3 separate regions of the Sus scrofa genome follow, and all the other regions are linked to region 1. Evidence: chromatin contacts called from public Hi-C data. All regions are on one chromosome and are shown on one strand. Each heading gives the region's core, a stretch centred on a gene start, on an enhancer-like site or on the middle of the called end of the contact. The rest is flanking DNA. Distances are from core to core; before and after follow the strand shown. Region 1 has its middle 610 kb from the start of INSC. Region 2 overlaps SOX6 (transcription factor SOX-6). Region 3 overlaps SOX6 (transcription factor SOX-6).

Evidence for each region. Hi-C and Micro-C count contacts between places; a contact is called where the count stands out from the background.
Region 2: a contact with region 1 is called in a Hi-C map of fetal skeletal muscle, with 1.9 times the contacts expected there. The contact joins two enhancer-like sites. A contact is called at or near these places in 2 of 47 Hi-C or Micro-C datasets (embryonic fibroblasts and fetal skeletal muscle).
Region 3: a Hi-C map of fetal skeletal muscle shows a contact between it and region 1, with 2.5 times the contacts expected there. The contact joins two enhancer-like sites. A contact is called at or near these places in 1 of 47 Hi-C or Micro-C datasets (fetal skeletal muscle) and 1 of 2 datasets of contacts at active chromatin or transcription factors (skeletal muscle).

The regions. Positions count from the first base shown.
Region 1 is chr2:43,400,069-43,402,759 of Sscrofa11.1, forward strand. No RefSeq gene overlaps it. Among named protein-coding and RNA genes, the nearest start is that of INSC, 610 kb to the right of the region's middle. Within about 2 kb of position 1,368, at least 53 of the 83 cell types and tissues checked have an H3K27ac peak or open chromatin away from gene starts, as enhancers often do. A contact at or near this core is called in fetal skeletal muscle and skeletal muscle, where this site is marked.
Region 2 is chr2:42,681,290-42,683,980 of Sscrofa11.1, forward strand. The region is part of intron 3 of SOX6 (transcription factor SOX-6); the gene reads left to right. Among named protein-coding and RNA genes, the nearest start is that of SOX6, 240 kb to the left of the region's middle. Within about 2 kb of position 1,367, at least 5 of the 83 cell types and tissues checked have an H3K27ac peak or open chromatin away from gene starts, as enhancers often do. A contact at or near this core is called in fetal skeletal muscle, where this site is marked.
Region 3 is chr2:42,745,626-42,748,316 of Sscrofa11.1, forward strand. The region is part of intron 5 of SOX6 (transcription factor SOX-6); the gene reads left to right. Among named protein-coding and RNA genes, the nearest start is that of SOX6, 300 kb to the left of the region's middle. Within about 2 kb of position 1,391, at least 5 of the 83 cell types and tissues checked have an H3K27ac peak or open chromatin away from gene starts, as enhancers often do. A contact at or near this core is called in fetal skeletal muscle and skeletal muscle, where this site is marked.

The sequences.
Region 1 (2,691 bases), core at 118-2,617:
ACACTGGACGTTGTTTCTCACCCCTTAGCCATAAATATTGCCAGGGCTGAGTATTCTGCCCTAACCCTTTTCTAGGTTTTGTTTTCCTAACTCCTGATGACAATCCTCCCGTCTGCCTCCTCCCTGCCTCGGAGGTGGGTTCAGCTTTCCTCCATAGCAGTAGCTCAGAGCAGCCCGGGACTGCCTCTCTGCAGAGCAGAGCAATAGCTCCATCAGCGAGCCATCAGAATCTCTAAACAGTCACAAAATTCATCTCCCCAGACTGCCCGAGAAAAAGGGTAGTTAGGTCTCTTTCCTCTATAATAAGGAGATACAATTATTTAAAAAAAAAAAAAAAGGAAGGAGAAATTGAGATTCATTTCTAACAGACTTGGACATGTGTTGGAGAATATTGTTGAGAACAATTAGAGATGTATGAGTGAGGGGTTTATTTCTCACTTGCTTGTCAGGTCAGAAGACAATCTGTTTATTTTCCTGCTACAATTTTATTCAATAAACTGAAAGGATAGGAGCCAGAAAAGAGGGTATGAACAGGATGTGTGCTATCAATTTGTCAAATAAATAATCGTGCTTGGAAACAACAGATTTTATTAATTAGACAGGATGGTGTATTATTACCATTAAAGTGTTATATTGCATTAATTTTTATATTTTACTCGGCTACTAATTACTGTAAAAGATTTCGGGAATGAAGCAAAATAAAATCATGCAGCATTATACATAATGTAAAGATTGCGTGAATTAATTTGTCCGCTGCTCCCCGCCCGCCGCTGTCGGGAGTGGAAGAGGCAGGCGCGGAAGCGGCCTTCGCCGCAGGAGAGTTCTCGCACCAGCACTTCTACTCCCTCCCGGTTGAGGGAGGCAGCTGGTAAGACCTAGGGTTCAAGACCGGGCTCAGCTACTCACTGACTGGCAAATCACCTCTCTGAAGGCACGGTTTTTCCCTTTTGTAAAAGTAAACACCCCTTTTCTGCCTGCCTCGCAGGGTGATTGTAAAGATCTAACGAATTCTCAAGTGTAAAAGTGCTTTAAAATGTCAGAGGTTGTGAGAGGGGATGAGACCCAGTATTACTTATTAGAGGAGGCAGACAGGCGGGCCAGCTCTGTTAGGGTCCGGATGCTGGGCAGGGGGAGGCTGTACCTTTCGGGCTTGGGGAGCGAATTAGGGCCCTCGAAGGCCACCCAGAGGCCATCGCAGCTACTTCCCTCGCTAAACATCGCGTCGGAGTGGAGGCAAAACTAGCCCAGGGCCACACCGGAGCTGAGCCACGAGTCTGAAACGCAGACCAGAGAGAAGCCACTCCAGATTAGACCCAGGCGCTTCTTACAAGGGGACCCCGCACCTACTCATCAGACCGAACTGGGTTGTAATTCTGCACAGACACAGCCGGCTCTGTGGCCACGGCCAAATCTCTTAACCTCTGTGAATGGCAGTTTCTTCAGTTAAAAAAAAAAAAGTTATTTGCGTAGGAAATGAATTCCCACGCCAGCCACACATTCTGGCTAAGAAGGTAATGGGCAAGGCCTTCGCCAGGGGTAAAGGTCCCCAAGGGCTCCCCGTGGCAGCACAGCCGCTTCGGCGCACCGGGAGCCCCGAGGAGCCCGCCATGTCCTGCTCAGGGCGCTGCCTCCCAGGTCCTCGCTGACCTCGGCCGGAGCGGAGCGGAGCCGCAGGGTCCCGGGACAGCCCCCTCGCCCCACCCCGGGGGCGTTTCTCACCAGCGCGGCCGAAGCCCAGCCACGTTTTTCTCCTGGCTGGGTCTCCAAAGCCCCAGAAGGCGACTACAGAGATTTCTCACGACCCACTGCCACCTACTGTCCGAATCTGGGAACTGCAGGGCAGGGCATACAGGCCTCTGAAGGGGAGGTGCCGATAGGCAGGGCTGCCCAGGACTGAGGATGGCAGAGAACAGTGTTCAGGTCCCTCTGACTGGACCCTCCCATCACACCCTGTTCCTTTTGTTCTGAGTATCCTTTTGCAGTTGTGTGAGAGCAACTTAGCTGGGCCATCTGAAGCCCCGGTTCTCTGGCTTGCACTGTTATGGGCACTAGGGGAAACAGGAGTACTAGGAAAAGCCCCTTGTACCCCATCTGACCACAGCTCCCTTTAGAAGGTCTGAAAATCCTGCCTCTGGATTTGGAGGGCTATTTCTGATCAGTCAAAGTGAACCAATTGTGGGTCTTCCAAAGAATGGCCGCTGTCCCTGTTTCTAGCTTCCAGAGGGTTAGAACTTCACCTGTCGTGACAGTCTAACCTCATTCTGAGTCAGGCATGCCCCTCAGCCTTCCCTATGCCACCAGGATCTCTTATGTCACCCTCTTTTAGGGCATTCATCCTGACCTCTAGTATGGCCTTACTGGCTGTGTCATCTTAGACAGGTCATGGTACTTCTGTGAACATTCTTTTTAAATCAGTAGAAGTAGGGAAGTTCCTACTGAGGCTCAGCGGTAACAAGCCTGACTAGTGTCCATGAAGACGCAGGTTCGATCCCTGGCCTCGCTCAGTGGGTTCAAGATCCGGCGTTGCTGTGAGCTGTGGTGTAGGTCGCAGATGTGGCTCAGATCTGGTGGTGTTGTGGCTGTGGCTGTGGCATAGTCTGGCAGCTGTAGCTCCAATTTGACCTCTAGCCAGGGAACTTCCATATGCCATGGGTGTGGCCCTAAAAAACTGCAACAAAAAATGAGTAGACG
Region 2 (2,691 bases), core at 117-2,616, 720 kb before region 1:
GCCAGATAGATGTGTTTACTCTGTAGAGAGATTTAGATTTGATTTTTTGTTTTCTTCATGGTAATTATGTTTGCACTTTGCTGATCACTAGTTGTGCATTATTACAATGGAAGGTGACAATTTGATTGTCTTCAATTGGAGAAACAAGTAATTTTATATTCACTAAGCTGTCAGGTAACACTAACTCACAGTACTAAGAGCTCCTGGCAATGTGGCTTGGCACCTATATTTAACTGCTTTGATGCTTGTGTAACCTCTGCTGAATCAGAAATACTTTGCCTGCTGGAAATGGTTTTCAGGGTTGTACAATGAGGTTTTCATTAAGTAGACAAACTGAAAATGAACTGCAAAGCCATGGTTGTTTCTCTCCTCCCCCTTCCCCTTCGTCCCTCCCTCCACTCCTCTCCTTCTCCATCCTGTCCCCTTTCCCTCCCGCTTCTTCTTCTTCTTCCAGGTCTTCTTCCTCTTATTCGATAAGAACTTCAAATTTATACCTTATTTCATTACATGAAAGAGAGGAATTTCTGGCTTGCTTTATTTAGCTAAAGGAGAACCTCAGAGGTTAGCTTCTTTGTATAATTTTGCTCACCGTCACCATGTGTGAGCCTTCCTTTTTTGAAACTGTCTATATAGTATCAATATCCATTTTTCTTCCTTTATTCTGGCAATATTAAAAAGTGAAAATAGAGGTGAGAATGGAAAAGTATGGTTACAGCTTCCAACCTACTCTTTCTCTCTGAGAAGTTATTTTTCTGGTTTAAAGTATTTATTGATAATTGGGTAAGATATCCTGTAACTGGGCTTCCATACCAGTGGATTGGTTTCAAGCTGACCAAGACACATGTTTGATACTCACTTTAAAAATTATGGTTCTCATTTCATGTAAAGAGGAGATTCAAAGTGAATATATATAAATACATTCATTCTACTATTATTTTAGACAGCTTTCTTTCACTCAAGCCACATAGAGGTCTTTCCTTTGAGCTATGAAGTCATTGTGCTTGATTAAAATCCTCTTAGTGTATATTTATAGTAACCATTGTTTGGTTTTTCTCTTATTTCTTGTTAGATGACTGATTATATTTATGTATTGTTGGCCTGCTTTCCAAAGCAAAGATCCCAAGTTACTGGTAGATAAGCTAGGAGAAAAAAATTCAGTATTATTTCTGTTAAGCAAAAAGTATAGAGAGAGGAAGGCAAGTTGTTTTGATCCCAGGAAGAAACTGGATACTCAGAGACACATGTAATAATTATAGGTTTTCCATAGGCAGTCAGGCAGGCAGGCCAGTCATTAGGCTGGTTGCCTGCCTCTTCCAGCAGATACTAACCAATTAGACAGAGGTGGTTACGTGATGTAACATTATCAGGAGAAACAATTCATGAGTCAAAGCATTCCAAGACATATGAGCTCTAGTCCAAAGAACAGTCTTAAGCTATATAAAGTGACAGCAATATTGTCAGCTAAATATAAACTCTAGAAACACAAACTTTGATGACTTGAGAAGAATCTGTTCCAGGTAGTCCCTGTTTTGTAAGAACCTCAGAAGGCCTTTGAAGACAATTTTGGAGCTTTGGTATAAAAAATTAGAAGCCTTAGATAAGTCAAAATCTATTAATTTAAGCCCCTTCTCAGACATACTTCAAGGGCTTCAAGCATATTTCATTTGCTTCATTGCTATTGATTTGACAGCTAACTCAAATCAGTGAGTTTTCTTCTAACAGATATTATCTGTATATGTTACCATATATGCTCTGATAGAACCACTACAAATTTTAAAAAATAGGTTTATAACTCTTCAAAATAGCTCTGAAAACAGTTACCCCCCCAACATTGGATTTTCTTATTTGCTTATTAAACAGATGGAGGAGAGAGAAAAACCTGGCAAAAGCCTAGGGAAGTTTGGAGGTGGAGTGAGGGACAGGAGGTAGTACTGGATAAAATAATACAAAGAATCAATAACAACCTTCAGGCTTTCCTTGAATGAAGACAGTAAAGTTTTAAAAGGGTTATTCTCATTTTAATGTTTGTAATCATGGTCTCTCCCTGGGCCTGTCCACTCTCCCTGCAGTAAACGTGGGAATTGGAAGTGCAGGAAAAAGGTTTTTAAATCATTCTTGGCCCTAGGCTGGGTGGACTGACATCCTTTGTAGGGGTTCCTGGGTATTGTGCATTTTGGCAACTGAACATATCTGTTACTCATGCTCCTTAAAATGAGAGGCACTGTGTTATATTTTTGGAAAATTAGTTGTTTATTTCTCAAGTATCAGATCAATTGCAGCATTAAATTAACAGTGAATTATCTGACTGAAATAAATCTACCTTGGTAGCCTTGGGCTGAGTTGCGAAAATAAATGTGAACGTTGGCCTGAATTTTTAATTTTTTCTTTAGGTAAACCAACTGTTAAAATGTTGCTTTATGTTAGAAACAGGGCTTCTTTTGAGCAAATATAAATCATCTAAAAAGTGAATGCCATTTGATAATAATCTTAGAAGTAATGAAAATATTAAAAAGACCATATTAAAAATATTGTTCTAATAAATCCAATGGCTCCTTTGGATAATTATCTCAATCTCAAACAAGTCACAAGAGAACTCCTCAAATGATAGTTTTGAGGTGAATTCTTCCCAAGCAATAGTATAGAGAAAAAAAAGTAATTTCAAGTGACTATGCCTTATGAGGAAGTTGTTTT
Region 3 (2,691 bases), core at 141-2,640, 650 kb before region 1:
ACCATTTCTTTGTAATTTAAAACAAATTTCTTTGTAATTTTATCATCATCTAGTAAATGTCAGTCTCTGTCCTTCTCAATCCCCAGTTAATTCAGCATCCTATTTCATGGCCATCTTAATTCCTTACTTTCTCTATTAAAATTCTCTTTATTTTGGTAGGAGTATTTAAACTTTTCATTATAACTTAAATACCTAACAAGCAGATTGCTATTACATATTTACAGTGATGCCAGAACTAATAACGAGAACATTAAGTGTTTCAAGGAATGGATGGAGCATGCTACTAAAAAAATGAAAATATTTTTATAATGTAATTGAGAAGAAATTAAAATATTGTGAGAGGATTGTTTTGAGATAACATCTGAATGTACCATTTATTTGATTTTATATTTGGTTTCAGATAGTTGCCTATATTTTGGTCTATTTCTTTAGTTTCTATAGCCAGAGAGTTACTCTCTTTTTTACTTCTCCGGACATTTGTTTTTACCTTTCTAAATAGAAAACAATTTTAGACTTTATTTGCATACACAGGAAGTTAATGATGTAGCAAAGATTATAAGACACTGTATTCAATGATTTTAAAATTACATAAAATCTAGACAATGAAGAATTTGTATTGAACAGTTCTATAAATTTTAGATGTCTGTATTTCTAAATATATTTAAAGCAAAATCTTTAAATGTATATGCATACTATAGCAAAGAATATGGGATGGTTAAAGATGATAACTGGCAATTGGGTAGCCCTCTGGCAGTCAGGATGTTTAGTAGATATTAAACTGTACAATTTCTGTGATTAAGATTCCTAGATTTTAAAGTTATCCCATAATTCCAAACCAAAAAATGCAATAAAATTCTAAAATAAGGGTCTTATTTTGAAAAACCTGTATTAGTATATTTTAAAATGAGATGCAAAGGGTTTGCATCCAGTACTTTATTTCCTTTAAGACTATAATTGACAAACTGCAGTAATCATGCTTTTATGTGCTTTTCTCCCTCTACTGAATTCATTTTTAAAAATGAAAGTAAAAAAGGTAAAAAGAGACTCTAGAATTTTGAAACCCAGTGGTCCTGAAGTGATGGGAAAATAGCCAAGGTGTCACAGCTAATTTCTGACCCTGTTTTATGAGTTCTGCTGTTCCTTATTCCCCCTGTCAGCCTGGGAATCCCTGAGGCTGTGCAAACTGGCTGAACATCACTCAATCCCAGTTTTATATACCCTTTTAATAATGTTGAGTCTATTCTGTCCAACTTTGATTCAGACAACCTGCTTGTCTTGAAAAAGTGATATATTTAATCAGTGACTCTGTCTCCAGCATAGCTCCCACTGCGTGTGACTAGAGCCGAGAGTAGTGCAGTGGTCTGTCACTTCTGTTTGAATGGGTAATGTGGAGCCCATCAGCTGAAAAGACAGGAGCTGGAACTGCTTGTTAGGACACATGATCAAAAGCCACTCTCTGCTTTCTGCCAATCAAACCTCATGTCGCCTTGTGGGGCAGGCATTAGATAGATTTTTTTTTTTTCTGCCTTACACAGTGGGCACTTTGCCAGTTTGACATGTGAACTGTTACAAAAGATAGCAGAGTTTCAACCGCTTGCTGACTGCTTTAAAATACTGAACACTTGTTGTCAGAATGAAATTTTCATAATACTAAATTATGATAAATTTTTTGAAGTATTACTTGGTGCCTTTATCTTGTAATTTGTGGATTTGTTGTTGTTGTTGTTTTTGCTAGTGCAAAAGAAACAATAGACAATAGCTTCTTGGGTGAAAGTAAGGGAGACAAAACCCTGTAAATCGATTCAATTGCAAAGCCAATACAACTCTATGACCAATAGTTTTGAATAAGATGATAATTGCTTTGTGAAAATATCATTAGTGAATTAAGTGTTATTTTGCGTTCTCTCTCCTCTTCTTTAAAAATTATTTATTTCTTCTAAGTTAGAAAAGGAGAGTGGTTTTAAGTATTATTATTTTAGTCTCAAACATTAAAATCTTATTTTGAAATTTAATTCAGGATCTTATTCCCTCTCCTTATTGAGAAGATGGACAAATTTCTAAATTCAGAGACATTCTCTGATTTGTAGCTGTCCTGATGGGTATTTTTATTCTACTTTTTCATTTTGTCATCCTCGGAAGAGTCCCCCATTATATCACAGTCTCATCTTTGTACCCATGGCAACCCAGTATTGATAATGGCATGACCTACCTTCTAGGCTTTTTAAGAGACGAATGAATACATAAGTACTTTTGACTTAAAAGACATTTCCTACAATTTCTAAACACCCAGATAACTGTTCTAATGCTTTTAAATCGTAGTAGGTGCTTTGATATCTCCAAACTTGCCACTTGGTACTTGCTGTTTCTTCTCTAATGATCATTTTAAAAGGAGTTAAACATTTTCACCAAAACATACCATGACAATCTAGTGGAACTCATTTAAACAGTGAGCTACACATAAACAGCTGCTCCTTCAATAAGCCATTCTTTATAATACCCTTATTACCTTCTAGTGTCTCAAATTCTGATTAGTCAACAGTGCTGATTGCCGCACGGCATTCCGTTGCCCATCTTCCCTCTGCTCAGCTGCTCATGTCTTAGTTGTTATTTGATTACAACACAACTTGTGCATTGTTTCTCCAAGTTGTTCTTCATATTGTGTCTTAAAAACTCTGAATTATCCAGGGAAAC